Regions from separate parts of the Mus musculus genome. Here all the other regions are linked to region 1. A link is a contact called in public Hi-C, HiCAR-type and promoter capture Hi-C data. All regions are on one chromosome and are shown on one strand. Each heading gives the region's core, a stretch centred on a gene start, on an enhancer-like site or on the middle of the called end of the contact. The rest is flanking DNA. Distances are from core to core; before and after follow the strand shown. Region 1 has its middle 4.5 kb from the start of Gm26040. Region 2 overlaps Fndc3b (fibronectin type III domain containing 3B). Region 3 overlaps Fndc3b (fibronectin type III domain containing 3B). Region 4 overlaps Fndc3b (fibronectin type III domain containing 3B).

Region 1 (3,034 bases), core at 376-2,875:
GGTGCTTCCTAGAGTCTCTAGTCCTGGCCTTATGTCTGTGGCTCTCCACAGCTCAGTGCGGTGGGTTTGAGTCGTTGACCACTCATAGGACCATCAGCATGCTTGGGAAACTGTACAAACTGAGAGTCTTCTGAGGTCTCAGGGAATTGTCCCACCAGGTTGCTGCTGCTACCCATTACAGTCCGACACACGGTTATTCTGAGTCAGAAACTCAACTGGGCTTTCAAATCAGCAGGGAAGCTTCCTCCTCTTCCATTTTAAGACAGACTTCAATTTCCTCCTAGTCAAATAGGGATCATCAGAATTGCTAACTCAGTCTTGCTGAAAGAATCAATGGGATTCAACGTATAACAAAAAGCCCGGTGGTGCAGCTTGGACTCTAACAGCCAGGTCTGTGATCAGTTCTGTTGAACCCATTTGATGGGGAGGGAGAGAACTGACTCCACAACTTGGTCCTCTGACTTCACGCATGCAGTGTGGTGCATGCACACCTGTACACATCACACAGACGCATCATGTAAGAGTTCAAGGCTTCGAGCTTCGTTCCACACACTTAGTACATGTCTTCAAACATCAGTCAGTATGGATCCCACTCATCTGAAAACGGACACATTCAGAGTAAACACTTTAGACATAACACTTCAGACATAAGACATAAACACCTTCATTTTGCAGATCTGATATCTGTGATTGGGAGAGGCTTCGTGACTTCTTCAAGGGCACAGGGCTGAAACATTGCTATCTAGCAATCCAGTGCAAGTCTCCCAGGCCCCGGGTCTTCGATCACCACACTGTTATCTGCCCCGTAATGGAACGATAAGATTTCTAGCCGTGGTCTGGTGATTGCACACGTAGGGACTTGTTAGTATAATGTCCGAGTTAATAACATTTAAGCTCTCCCCTCAGTATGGGGCACCCTGCTTATTCATGCACCTACATCTTGCTTTCTTGTGTCCCACTCAGTGCTGAAATAATTAAAGCTGACCTTCAGACATTTTACCAACAAGCCAGATCTCTGGGTGCTACCACACCCTCAAAGACATGGACAGTCCAATAGTTGCTTTCTAGAACTGAGGGAAGAAAATCTGGGGGAAATGTGTACAGTTTCAGAAACCTGAACATTATCCAGTTTTCGCGGAATTATGTGAAATAGCACAATCGTATATGCCTTAGGTTAACCAGAACCCCATTCACGATGTTAAGAACTGCAACAGGTTGGTGTTTGCCATTCTGGTCACAAAGAAAAGAACAGGCATTTTACTGTGCCCTTGTCTGGGAGAAATCAAAGGGTTAATTCTTCAGCGCTGTGTGCCAAAAAATGTCTAGTTTACAGACTGGAACGAATATGGCACCTTCGTTTTAAACAGCCAATTTCCAGTTTTGTGTGGCTGTCGAGATTCCTGAGCTAGGGACAGGGGCCGGGGCAGGAGAATGGGCTGGGTTTCTTACTTTGAATGTGGACATATGGGCTGTGGGAAGGAAACTATTTAAGATGGGGCTTAGGGAGAGGGGGGAAAAGTCGCCTTTCCCCAGCTGAGATTTTTCCAGGATGTCGTCATACAAGCTCCAAAACCTCCTCTGAACAGTAGATGGCTCTCATTGGCTGTATGCAAATGATGCGCAAGCACTGGTTTCCTGGCAGAGGAAAACTTACACCAGAGCAGCGATCCAGTCCAAGCCTGGCTCTCCACAATCCTGAAAGACGGGGCAGTTTCAGCCTTTGACATGCCAGGAAGTAATTCCATAATGTCACTCATGCTGAGGGCTCACCGGTCCTCAGACAAGAAGACACAAGTGCAGCGTGTAAGATTTAAGTTTTCGGACAGACTTTAGTACAAAGAGCAGAAACCATGGGAGGAGCCAGAATTACACTGAACACCGACACTAGTAATTAAAGCCACCGTAAGGGAAGAAAGGCTTCTGCCAGGAAACTGCAAGCACAACCCGAAGCCATTCCTTCCCCCATTTTTCAGGCAGGGGGTCCTTGCCATGTGACAACCAGATAAGGCTGTGTGGGGGTCATTAACGTTCCTGCCCATCCTGGAGGCGCAGAGGCCTTCCTGAGGTTTGCTGACCTGTATGCTTCAATGTGTTTCATTTTCTCCAAGAGCAGGCAGATGAGAAAGGTCAGGAGACTTAGGTTAGAAGCTGGGAAATGGACCAGGGCCCCACAGTATGACATCATTTTCTTGCAATGCAATGAAGCAAATGACACCAGAGCAGCGATCCAGTTCCATGAAGGAAGAAAACAAAAACAAAAACAATCACAACAGTAGAGAAGCCTGACAGCCACAGCAAGTCCCAGAATCTGCAGAGGAAGGGCCTGCCTAGCTCAGCTCCTGCCTCTTTGTTAATATCCTTGGCTAGAGCACCTTGGAAGAGAGGGTAACAGGGATTGGGGGTTGGGGGGAGGGAGAGGGAGGTGGAGGGAAGAATGAGAGGGGAGAGTCTGGAGAACAGGAGTGGGGAGTCTGGGAAGTGAATGGTAGACTCTCCCTAGACCTAGGTCAGGGTTCACTACTATTTATTGACTGTCTTGTGGCTGGTCCAAGGGGAAGGAGGAGGATTTAAACCTTGCTTCAGTGTCCAACTGCCAATCCCTAGGCAGAGCTACATCTGCCCTTTTCTGACTGAAACAAATGTCTTATGACTCTGCTGTCCTGACTTTTCTGGAGACATGCACAGAAAGGCCTATTCACCTGGGCAGAGAGGGTAATAGCAGACCAAAGAAACAGAACTCTACCAGTCTCTGTACAACTTGCTGGCATCTCCGTGGAAGGGTCTACTCTCCCCAGCACCCATACACTCACATAAGCACTAGAAGGTGTGGGGAGTCAGCTACGAACTTGTGTGGTCCTCGAGAGACATAGAACTTTCCTGTGAGTTTCTTTAGCTCCCCTCCTCCTCCTCCCCCCACTCCTCCTCTTCCTTCTTAGAAAGACTGTTTCAAAGCAGCGGGAGCAGCTATAAAGGCCTTGTCCTAGGACACAGGTTGGAGTAGATGATAACACTTTCCTAAGAAGCTCTGTGAGTT
Region 2 (3,034 bases), core at 391-2,890, 370 kb after region 1:
GGATTAAAGGTGTGCGCCACCACACCCGCCTCAAGCTCACAACTCACAACTCTTAGGATATTCTCCATCACTGAGGGAAGTCAAGACAGGGACTAAGACAACAACCTGGAAGTAGGAACCATGACGTAGGAGCGGAGCAGAGGCCATGGCGAAGGCTGCTTATGGTTTGCGCTTCCTGGATTGCTCAGCCTGTTTTCTTACACTGTGGAGGGACCACCTACCCAGGAATGGCAGTGCCCATAGTCTGATGGTAGGATTTTCTCTCGGAGGCTCCCTCCCTCTTCTCAAATGGCTCCAGCTTGTGCTAAGTTGACAAGGAACATCACTAAGACAATAGCCCAGGCACCTTCAAACTCAGATTGCCCCGAGACAGAATCAGAGGCATGCACTGCTGTGCTCAGGATCTCATTGTCCCCCTTTGTGGTGATCTTAGTCTCATCCTAAAATGTGTAAGTGGCTCTTGTATTTAAAGACACCAGGTCCCTTTCCAACAGCACACATGTATCCTGGTCTAAGTACAACCATTAAGACTTCAGCTGGGGAATTCTAATATAATAAAATGTAAGCTAGAGCCTGACCCTGTCTAGAACAAAGTACGGTTCATTTGAGTCTATCCTGACACAGCAGTGATCTTGCTGGATCACTGCCATGCCCGTTTGGCCCTTCACATCCCTCCTCAACTGTGTGCACAGGGCAGGCAGCCTTTGCTCTGCCCGGCTGGGCTGGGCAGGAGCATCGTCACAATCAGTATCATTCATTTGCCTCACGCTATGATGTCCTCCCCAGGGCAGGTGACACAAATACAGGACGCATTCTCCTGTTGCCTTTTGGTTTTGTTTTTTGTTTTTTGACCCTACAGTCAGGCACATGTGGATGCTGAGCCAAGTGCTTCAGAGTGCAGAGAGAAAAGCATTAATCTTGGTGCTGCGTCTGGACATTAAGTAGGCGTGTACATGCACTGTGTGGGAACCCTGGCTTTGTTGAATTGGAGAGAGATGCATTTGGCAGTAGCCAGCAGGTTTCTAGGGTAGAGCACCTGTATTTTTAGCTCAGTGTACACCATGCCTGAGCAGTTCTGAGGTGTCTTTCACCTATCGCCTTGTTCCTCTGTACGTTCTCTGCAGCCTATGCGCTCCGGTCAGTACGCAATGTCACGTTTCACTCACACCCACTCACACCCACTACTGTACTACTTAAGCCTTCCTAGACGGCCAAGTCAAGCTTGTTGGTTTTTAGAATGTATGTATGGAAGCTATTCAGGGACTGAAGGTCACTTTCTTATGTAGAACATTCTTCTCCAGTCAGCAGAGTTACCTCCATTGCAGTGGGACTGAGAGGGACTCACTGAACGGAATACCTAATGAGATGGTTGTCCCTGTAGTTGCCCAGGGCTAGGTCAGGGCAAGGCCACAGAGTGCTCTTGGGTAAGGCGCTTGGCTCAGCCGTGAAGCCTGTGGATGAGGCAGAGATCAGAAGCTTGTTTTCGGGTCTCAGGTGTCGATGCTCACCCTGTCTGTCTGTTTCCTTTGCAGGGTATATGCCGTGTACAATTCTGTCAAGGGATCCTGCTCCGAGCCAGTCAGCTTCACCACCCATAGCTGCGCACCAGAATGTCCCTTCCCTCCCAAGCTGGCACACAGGAGCAAAAGTTCACTTACCCTGCAGTGGAAGGTGGGTAGTTCAAAGTGCCAAAAATAATGTTCACGGCAGGCAGTGGCCCTTTCAAATATTCCGTTTTGCAATGGGGTGTGGCTTCCTGTGTAATCACTGTGTGAACCTGGTTAGGATGCATCAGAAGTTGCCATACAAGCCAAGCGGAAAAGGTAGAAGGAAGGGTCTGCCAGGTCCGGAGTGGGCACCTTCTCAGGACCTTGGTAAATGTATCTCCTGATGTATCACAAGTGATAGAAATACTTAAAACACCTCCATTTTCTACTACTTTAGTGCATTTTTACAAATTTTGTAAACTTCAGAATGCAGTTTGAAGCTTTAGAGATAAAGTAGGATTGAGTTCTTTTGCATTCGTCCTAAGCTGAAATATAGTTAAAGCGTCCCAGAATATATTGTGTCCTATACTCTATTAAGGTTTCATTAATTTTCACTAATTAGTCATTAGCTCAATCAGGATTCCTATTTTTAACAGCCTGAACTCTATGTAGTGCTTCAGTATACTGTCTAAAAATAACCATCGTCTAGCGTGGTCCTAGGGTGGGCTCTGCCTTTAACCTGTTATTCACCGGTTGCTGTTCTCACGGAAATAGATGCTCATTATCACCCTTTACAACCCTTATTATTTCTGTGTCTTGATATCTTAAAATGTAGTTAGAGCGCGTCAGATAGATAGATGGAGGTGCCGGAGGCTTATGGTTCCGGAGTGTGGAGGGGTGAGGGGGCTTGGGAGAGAGGAGCAGCGTAGCCAGGCTTCTCCGCACCCTGCTGGGTGGCCGTGTGCTCAGAGTCAGTGGCTGACATTGACTGTGTTAGTGGGGCAGAGGAAAAAGGTTGAACCGGCTTAGAATCTGAACTTTTTTATTTTCCTTCCCGGCTGCCAGGGATAACACAGGTCAGTGACCTTTTCAGAGTTTTAGCACCCGACTGGTCATCACCGTTGCTCAGTGCCTCAGCAAATGTGCATCCATTTAAAAAGACGCTCACCGACGCTAATATAAACCTAGCTTCTCCAAAGGGAAGAACTAAAATCTATTGCTTTTGATAAAATACAAGAAATCGGAAGATTACCAGAGGGACCCCGGGGTCTTACAAACTTAAAGTTGGGAATCACTGAAATGTCTATGCTCTCTGCTTGGGTGGCATTCGGGTCTCAGGGGGACCAGCAGCTTCCAGAGAGGTCACTCGGAAACAGAGATACCTTCTTGTTCCATTCAGTTGTCTGAAAACATAACTATGCTCCTGGATTCAGCCCAACTTCTATTTAAATGTACTCCCAGGGAACTGTGTAAAGGCATGCGCACCAGAGACTGTCTCTGGCAGCTGTCTGTTCTGGGCTCCACAGAAAACTGAGAGCCAGAGAACG
Region 3 (3,034 bases), core at 191-2,690, 340 kb after region 1:
GACTTGCGAAAGCTGAAGTTATTAGAGGGGATTAGGGGCCACAGCTGGAGAGCAGATGGCCTTCCTGCACTTCTACAGTTGAAGGTAGTCAGAACCCTAGTAGGGCTCAAAGTTTCTGGACATTTGTCCAACGTGTTTCACCTGCTCCTGCTGAACTGTAACCCTGGCCGGTCCTCTGTGAGCTTCTAATTGCTGGATGTGGTACATCTTAATAGGTCTTTATTTAAGTGGCACCATTACAATCGGAGTTTCCTGCTCAACTTGATAGCCACCTCTTAATGACAGGCTTATCCTACCAAAGCTAGGAAAGTGAAAATAAGACTTTTACACTTCATCCAAGATGAAGGCATGCATAATTCAAGTTTGCAAGACTAGGCTCCCAGCACCCTAGACTGTTCAGTTTATTGTGACTGAATGCTGTTCCCCATCCCTCACTTCAGCTGTGTGTCCACATCTGATAAGAGCACTGCTGCACACACAAGTCACCGCAGTGCCTTCCCGTCGCCACTGCAGGCACCTTTCTCCCTATGCACCTTGCTTCCCCCAGGGGTTACCCCACTTCCACATGGACCTCTGGGTTCTGCCCTGTGATAACATGGGGGCCTTTGAGTAAGCACAGAGCAACTACTTGCGTCCTCAAAAACATAAGCCTGAGTCAACTGTAATGGTAGATTTCTGTTTTCTCCACAGAAAACCACTTCTGCCTAGTGGCTGCTGAGGTCAAGTTAGGATGCCGTCCAACTAGTACAGAGTAATTCATGTTTTGATTGGTTGGTGCTTTCCTTAAGAACAGAATCAGTATCTGCTACATGGTTGGTCCCTTCTTTGTCTTTGCTGGAAGACTTCAGAGAAACAGCTGCTGTCTTCTACAAATGTGAAGTGTCTGAAAGTGTAGGAAAACAGCTGGGCTCATTGATAAGTTCCACAGTTCTTGTACACTCTGTGCTCACTGTTACAGAAGAGAACACTCAGACATGTCGGGCGGAGTAACACTCCAAATGGCTACAGTTTATGGGCCGACCAAGTTTCGGTTCTGTTGGAACCAGTATGCACTTTTTCTCTCAAGCCACAGTCGGCTGCAAAAACATTCTGGTGTGCAATTATTGCCCAGTACTGAGTGCGTGCGCTAGCCTCTAGCCATCTCAAATGCCATATTTCTATGCATGAAAGGGGAGAATCTTGTGTTTCCAGCACATTGGTACAAATGCTCTGTAGAATTATCCCAGGCAATGGTCTCTTTGGCACCCAGCTTATGAGATAAGCTTCAATAGCTTTTCTGCGAATTTCTAGGTTGGGCTTCTGTAACTGAACGCAATAGAACAGTGTAAGCAAACCGGGACTTCCTCCCTCCCGCTTTGATGAGTCTGTACTGAACCTACTGCTGGGTCATATGCCAACGCTCTCACTTGAATCCGTAGCAGAGTCAGGTGGACCATTGAGAGGCTGGACTAGGAAAACATTGATGAATTGGCACCTCTGACCGGAGGCGGTGAAGCTGTGCACATGCCAAGATTGCAGGCTGAGGGCTGCCCTCTTAGAGCGTAGAGGCACCACCCATGTGTCACATGCACAAAGGAAGAGAGGGACAGGCAGGCAGGACAGTTCACACTGACAGAAGGCACCTATTTCATAGGTCCCAATTTTTGACTTTGGTTGAGTTCCCAGTTGTTAAATAGTGTAAAAGTGTCACTTCTTGGATCTTTGTAGATGTGTAGTTTGGATGCATAACACAACCACTGTGGCATAGGAAAGCTGGAAAACAGCTCAAGACCAAAGCTAGCCAATATTTTAGCCTCTTGGAACCACTCTGCATTCTAAATTAACTTTCTAAAGTGTGACTCGTTATTGCCAGTTAAAAACATGTTCAACCTGTAGTATATTTACATGAAAGTATTCCCATATAACACAGTGTCATGTACAGTATATAAGGAGATTATATATGTATGATTCATATGTATGTGTACACACACATAACCTCTCTAGTTTAATGCTCCAGTCTTACCAGAATATTCTCTCTTTTTTTAATGGTTTATTTATTTTTATTTAATGTGCATTGGTGTTCTGCTGGAGTGCGTGTCCCTGTGAGTGTGTCATATCTCTAGAACTGGAGTCCCAGATAGTTGTAAGCTTCCATGTCAATGCTGGGAATTGCACTCACGCCCTTTGAAAGAGCAGTAAGTACTTATAACCACTGAGCCTTCGCTCCAGCTGGTCCAGGCTCTTCTCTAGAGTGGGGAGCTTCCTAGCCTTTGGTCCCTTTTCTCCTGAGACATTGTTGTCTAGCCTCAGGTATGTAAGCTAGATTTACAAATCAAATGTATCCAATAATAACAAACTATAAACAATATTAGCATGATTCTTAGGAAACATGATTTTACCATTTAATAATAATAAAATTATGTTTGGATGCTAATGAGACAGGTAGGTTTTTAATTTTCATATAAAATCAAATTTTGATGACTAGTATTGTGGGATACAGGATATCTTCATTTTTCACAGCTAATCAGTATTTTAATTTTCTTATAATCAATGCTGAGATCAGTGCTTTGCATAAATACTTAGTAAAGAATGGCAGAAATATATTTAGGACCTTTTTAGAAATTGTAGGTATTCTGTTTTTATCCCAAGCTGAAAATCATTTTCAAGTCAGCAGCTCAAACAAAATTTTAGAATCAAGCATTCTGACATAATGCAACCTAACGATGTGCTAACTTGATATTTACAAGGTAAAGAGGGGAAGTGGAAATGAGCAGTCTGCTTTCCATAATGTTGCCATTGTTTCTGTAGCAGCAGAAAACTGTGTACCACCGTAAAAACACTACAGTTATGTTAGTAATGCAGGTTGAGGTGTTCACTGTGGGAAACGGCGAGGGGCCGAACAGTACCAAGCATGGAGAGAAAGAGAGTGTGTGTGTATCTCTGTGTTTGTGTGTCTGTGTGTGTATGTCTGTGTGTCTGTGTGTATAAGTGTATGTGTTGATATGTATGAGTGTGTGTGTGTGTGTGTATGTCTGTGTGTGTCTATGTGAATGTG
Region 4 (3,034 bases), core at 355-2,854, 310 kb after region 1:
GCAGAGATGACAAACCCATTCACTGTGGGACTTGCTGAGGAAGGAAGGCTGTGGCTTGCTCTGGAGCAACCTTGAGGTTCCACAGCACAGTTGACTTTCAGAAGCCATTAGAGTGTACCTGAGATGGCTTTGATTATGGCGTGAGGAGGAAGGGGCCAAGCATGCTCAAGTCATTTAACAAGTCCTGAAAGCAAGGCCAGGAAGAAAACGCTTCTAGCTGGAAGTCACTTGCTTGCCCTACACTCCCTAAAACATTTTACACAAATGGCTTTAACAGTTTTTAGGACAATACTTGGGATTAAGAGACTATTTGCTCGATATACAGTTTGGTAATTTAAAAAGCCAAATTTTATAGACGCCCTGTACTATGAAATACTTGATATTTTGTGTGTTAAGGAAAAGTTGCCCAGTAAGTAAATAGTATATGTTGTATACACTAGTTGGCCTTATACATTATAAGAGCACATGATATTTTAAAAACTTATCCCATACAGCGTAATTATAACAAAAGAGAGAATGCAACAAATTGCAGTCAAGGAGAGCACTGGGGCTGGAGAGGTGGCTCAGTGGTTAAGAGCACTGGCTGCTCTTCCAGAGGACCTGGGTTCAAGTCCAATTATCTACATGATAGCTAACAACCACCTGTAACATCAGTCATAGATTGGATTCTCTTCTGCCCTCCTTGTGTACACATGATACACAGACATCATATTATTTCTGAGGCAAAACATCTATACACATAAAATAAAAATAAAATATTAAATTATCAAAAACATTTGTAAATAATGGCGAGATGTGTGCTCATTAGGCACACGCAACTCTTGCAGGTGTTAGTGAACTCAATGTTTACGGTAGGTATTTTTATTTCCACTTACAACTGTTGAGAAGTGAGGCTCAGAGAGGCTAAATGAGGTCGTTGTTCAAGGGCACACTGAGGTTCGAGACCAGGGGGAGAACACGCTCCCAGCTCCTGTTCTGTTAAGCCAAGTGCATTGATTTTTGGATTTCAAAGCTAGTACAATTCTTCTTAAGTGAATCAATTCAAATAAAGATATAAAGGAAATGTCTGTATGTTTTGGTGGCTGTACTAAAGATGCTGAAGGTGATGTGGAACATGAACTTGGAAACCAACACTTTATTGGTTGGCATATAGTTTCAATTCTACTTAAAAATAAATTGGCGCCATGTAACCATCCATTGCTTTGGTAAGAGGAACATGGTAAAAATCAAACTCAGGATCTTAAAAATGCAAAGCCCTGTTGTGCTCCACCACTGAGCGTTGATGCATGTCACACTCTGTTTGCTTTTGCTTACAGGCACATGAGACGCCTGGGTTTGTGAGTGTAGAGATGCTCAAAGAGTTCAGTGACGAGATATGTTATCCTTCAACTTGCAATGAGCTCTCATCTGGAACCTTCCTTTATATACTGCACCCTTCCTGCCCTCTGCTCTTTCCCTGCTCATGCCAGTCCTTTCCACCCTACTGTATCCTCTCCTGTCATGGTCACAACACCTTGGTGTGAAAGCTGCATTGTGCTTACCTGTAAATGCAGTGACTAGGAGACAGAATCTGGGTTTTGTTCCCGCAGGGCAGTGTTCACTGCTGGCAGCACAATTCCCAACAGGAGAAAGCAAACAAACCACACAGTGTCTGGGGCCTGGAAGCTGACCTCAGTGAAAGCCATCCCTTTGGGTTGACATTTGGGGGTGGGTTGCTAACTCCACATGAGAGCTAGCCAGGGAAAGTAAGTTCTTCTTACTTCACTTGTAGGGAAATTGTTGGACTGTAGAATCCTTGGAAGAATGTCAACCTCTTTTTGGTGTATGACAATTAGTTTGTGATGAAATATTAACCCAAACTACATCTTAGGTAACTGTTAACCTTGCCACTCATTAACTTGCCTTAATCATATGGTTAGCATTCATTGATAGAATGCTTAAATAGCATGCACAGCACCCTTGTAGGATCCCCATTATTACATAAAACTGGCCATGGTGGGAGTTCTAGACTAGCCTGGGCTACACAAGACCTTGTCTCCAAAAGGGACAGGAGCAGACAGCTACAACAAGGAACCATTCATTAAATTAACTCCTGTTAGTGTGATGTTTTCTTTGAAAAGTAGAAATCAACTTAGCATGAATACTCATAATGTTGCTTGATTTTAGAAGCTGATCTGTTTTTCTCTCTGCTTAATGAGAGACAAACCAAGCAGCTGGTGGACTTTGTTATTGTTTATTTCTGATATTGGGGATTAAATCTAGGATCTTCCATGTATCAAACAAGTATTTCACCACTGAGCTATACTCAAGAATTTTAAAAGCACCCCAACTTTTCATTTTGAAGTAGGGTTTTGTAAAGATGCCCCAGCAGGCTTGAACTTGTGATTTTCCAGTCTTAGCTGCTCAGCTTACTGGGATTACAGGACTGCATAACTGAGTCCAGCTGTTTTGGGGCATTTAAAAGATTTTGTACCTTTCACATTAATGGTAGTTTATAATGAGTTATTGAAAATAAAAATCACATAAACCCTAAATCCAAAGCCTCTGAAGACTTTTTGAACCTCAAGAATGTTTACTTCAAAATTTGTTTATCTATATTAATCATAATACATTTTAAAAATAAAAAGTAGAAATGTAATTTGTTAGGAAGAGATTTGAGCTTTTCTAACACATGTTTTACGGTCAGGAAGGGGAAAAAAAGCTTTTGTTCCATTCTATCAGGTTGGCTTTAGAAGAATAGCTTGGTTCATGGAATTCGTGGCCTTAGGGAGTTGTTAAGTATTAATAGAGATGATTATAGCCTTGTTGTTGCTGCTTTTGTGTATGTTTTGTTTGTTTCCTTGCGTTGCATAGCCAGGAAATTACGCCAGCCATGGTTTCAGGCTGTCGTGGCAATTATTGAAGAGAAACTAAGCATAGTTAAAACTAGTAAGTACATTGAATAATATGTGTGTGTGTCCTGTCTATTGATATTTTGCTCTTATATCTTTCAGGACCTGCTGAAGTTCCCATGATGTCACCCAATGGGTCCATT

Evidence for each region. Promoter capture Hi-C pulls out the DNA fragments that hold promoters and counts their contacts. Hi-C and Micro-C count contacts between places; a contact is called where the count stands out from the background. HiCAR-type assays count read pairs that join an accessible place to other places.
Region 2: a contact with region 1 is called in a HiCAR-type map of kidney, with 4 times the contacts expected there. The contact joins two enhancer-like sites. A contact is called at or near these places in 2 of 39 promoter capture datasets (cranial neural crest and liver), 2 of 484 Hi-C or Micro-C datasets (bone marrow-derived macrophages and nephron progenitors), 5 of 115 datasets of contacts at active chromatin or transcription factors (the NIH/3T3 cell line, cardiomyocytes, fibro-adipogenic progenitors and 2 more) and 1 of 9 other capture datasets (embryonic stem cells).
Region 3: a contact with region 1 is called in a Hi-C map of uterus, with 4 times the contacts expected there. The contact joins two enhancer-like sites. A contact is called at or near these places in 2 of 39 promoter capture datasets (cranial neural crest and liver), 3 of 484 Hi-C or Micro-C datasets (bone marrow-derived macrophages, nephron progenitors and uterus), 1 of 115 datasets of contacts at active chromatin or transcription factors (cardiomyocytes) and 1 of 9 other capture datasets (embryonic stem cells).
Region 4: a contact with region 1 is called in a promoter capture Hi-C map of liver. The contact joins two enhancer-like sites. A contact is called at or near these places in 3 of 39 promoter capture datasets (the C10 cell line, hippocampal neurons and liver), 2 of 484 Hi-C or Micro-C datasets (cardiomyocytes and nephron progenitors) and 5 of 115 datasets of contacts at active chromatin or transcription factors (astrocytes, bone marrow-derived dendritic cells, bone marrow-derived macrophages and 2 more).

What each region holds. Positions count from the first base shown.
Region 1 is chr3:27,862,087-27,865,120 of GRCm38.p6, reverse strand. No RefSeq gene overlaps it. Among named protein-coding and RNA genes, the nearest start is that of Gm26040, 4.5 kb to the left of the region's middle. Within about 2 kb of position 1,625, at least 169 of the 459 cell types and tissues checked have an H3K27ac peak or open chromatin away from gene starts, as enhancers often do. A contact at or near this core is called in kidney, liver and uterus, where this site is marked.
Region 2 is chr3:27,489,662-27,492,695 of GRCm38.p6, reverse strand. It overlaps Fndc3b (fibronectin type III domain containing 3B), which reads left to right. Exons shown (of 26, transcript NM_173182.3): 10 at 1,533-1,671. Among named protein-coding and RNA genes, the nearest start is that of Gm32738, 8.7 kb to the right of the region's middle. Within about 2 kb of position 1,640, at least 15 of the 459 cell types and tissues checked have an H3K27ac peak or open chromatin away from gene starts, as enhancers often do. A contact at or near this core is called in kidney and liver, where this site is marked.
Region 3 is chr3:27,517,562-27,520,595 of GRCm38.p6, reverse strand. The region is part of intron 6 of Fndc3b (fibronectin type III domain containing 3B); the gene reads left to right. Among named protein-coding and RNA genes, the nearest start is that of Gm32738, 37 kb to the right of the region's middle. Within about 2 kb of position 1,440, at least 17 of the 459 cell types and tissues checked have an H3K27ac peak or open chromatin away from gene starts, as enhancers often do. A contact at or near this core is called in uterus, where this site is marked.
Region 4 is chr3:27,556,156-27,559,189 of GRCm38.p6, reverse strand. It overlaps Fndc3b (fibronectin type III domain containing 3B), which reads left to right. Exons shown (of 26, transcript NM_173182.3): 4 at 2,994-3,034. Among named protein-coding and RNA genes, the nearest start is that of Mir3092, 27 kb to the left of the region's middle. Within about 2 kb of position 1,604, at least 8 of the 459 cell types and tissues checked have an H3K27ac peak or open chromatin away from gene starts, as enhancers often do. A contact at or near this core is called in liver, where this site is marked.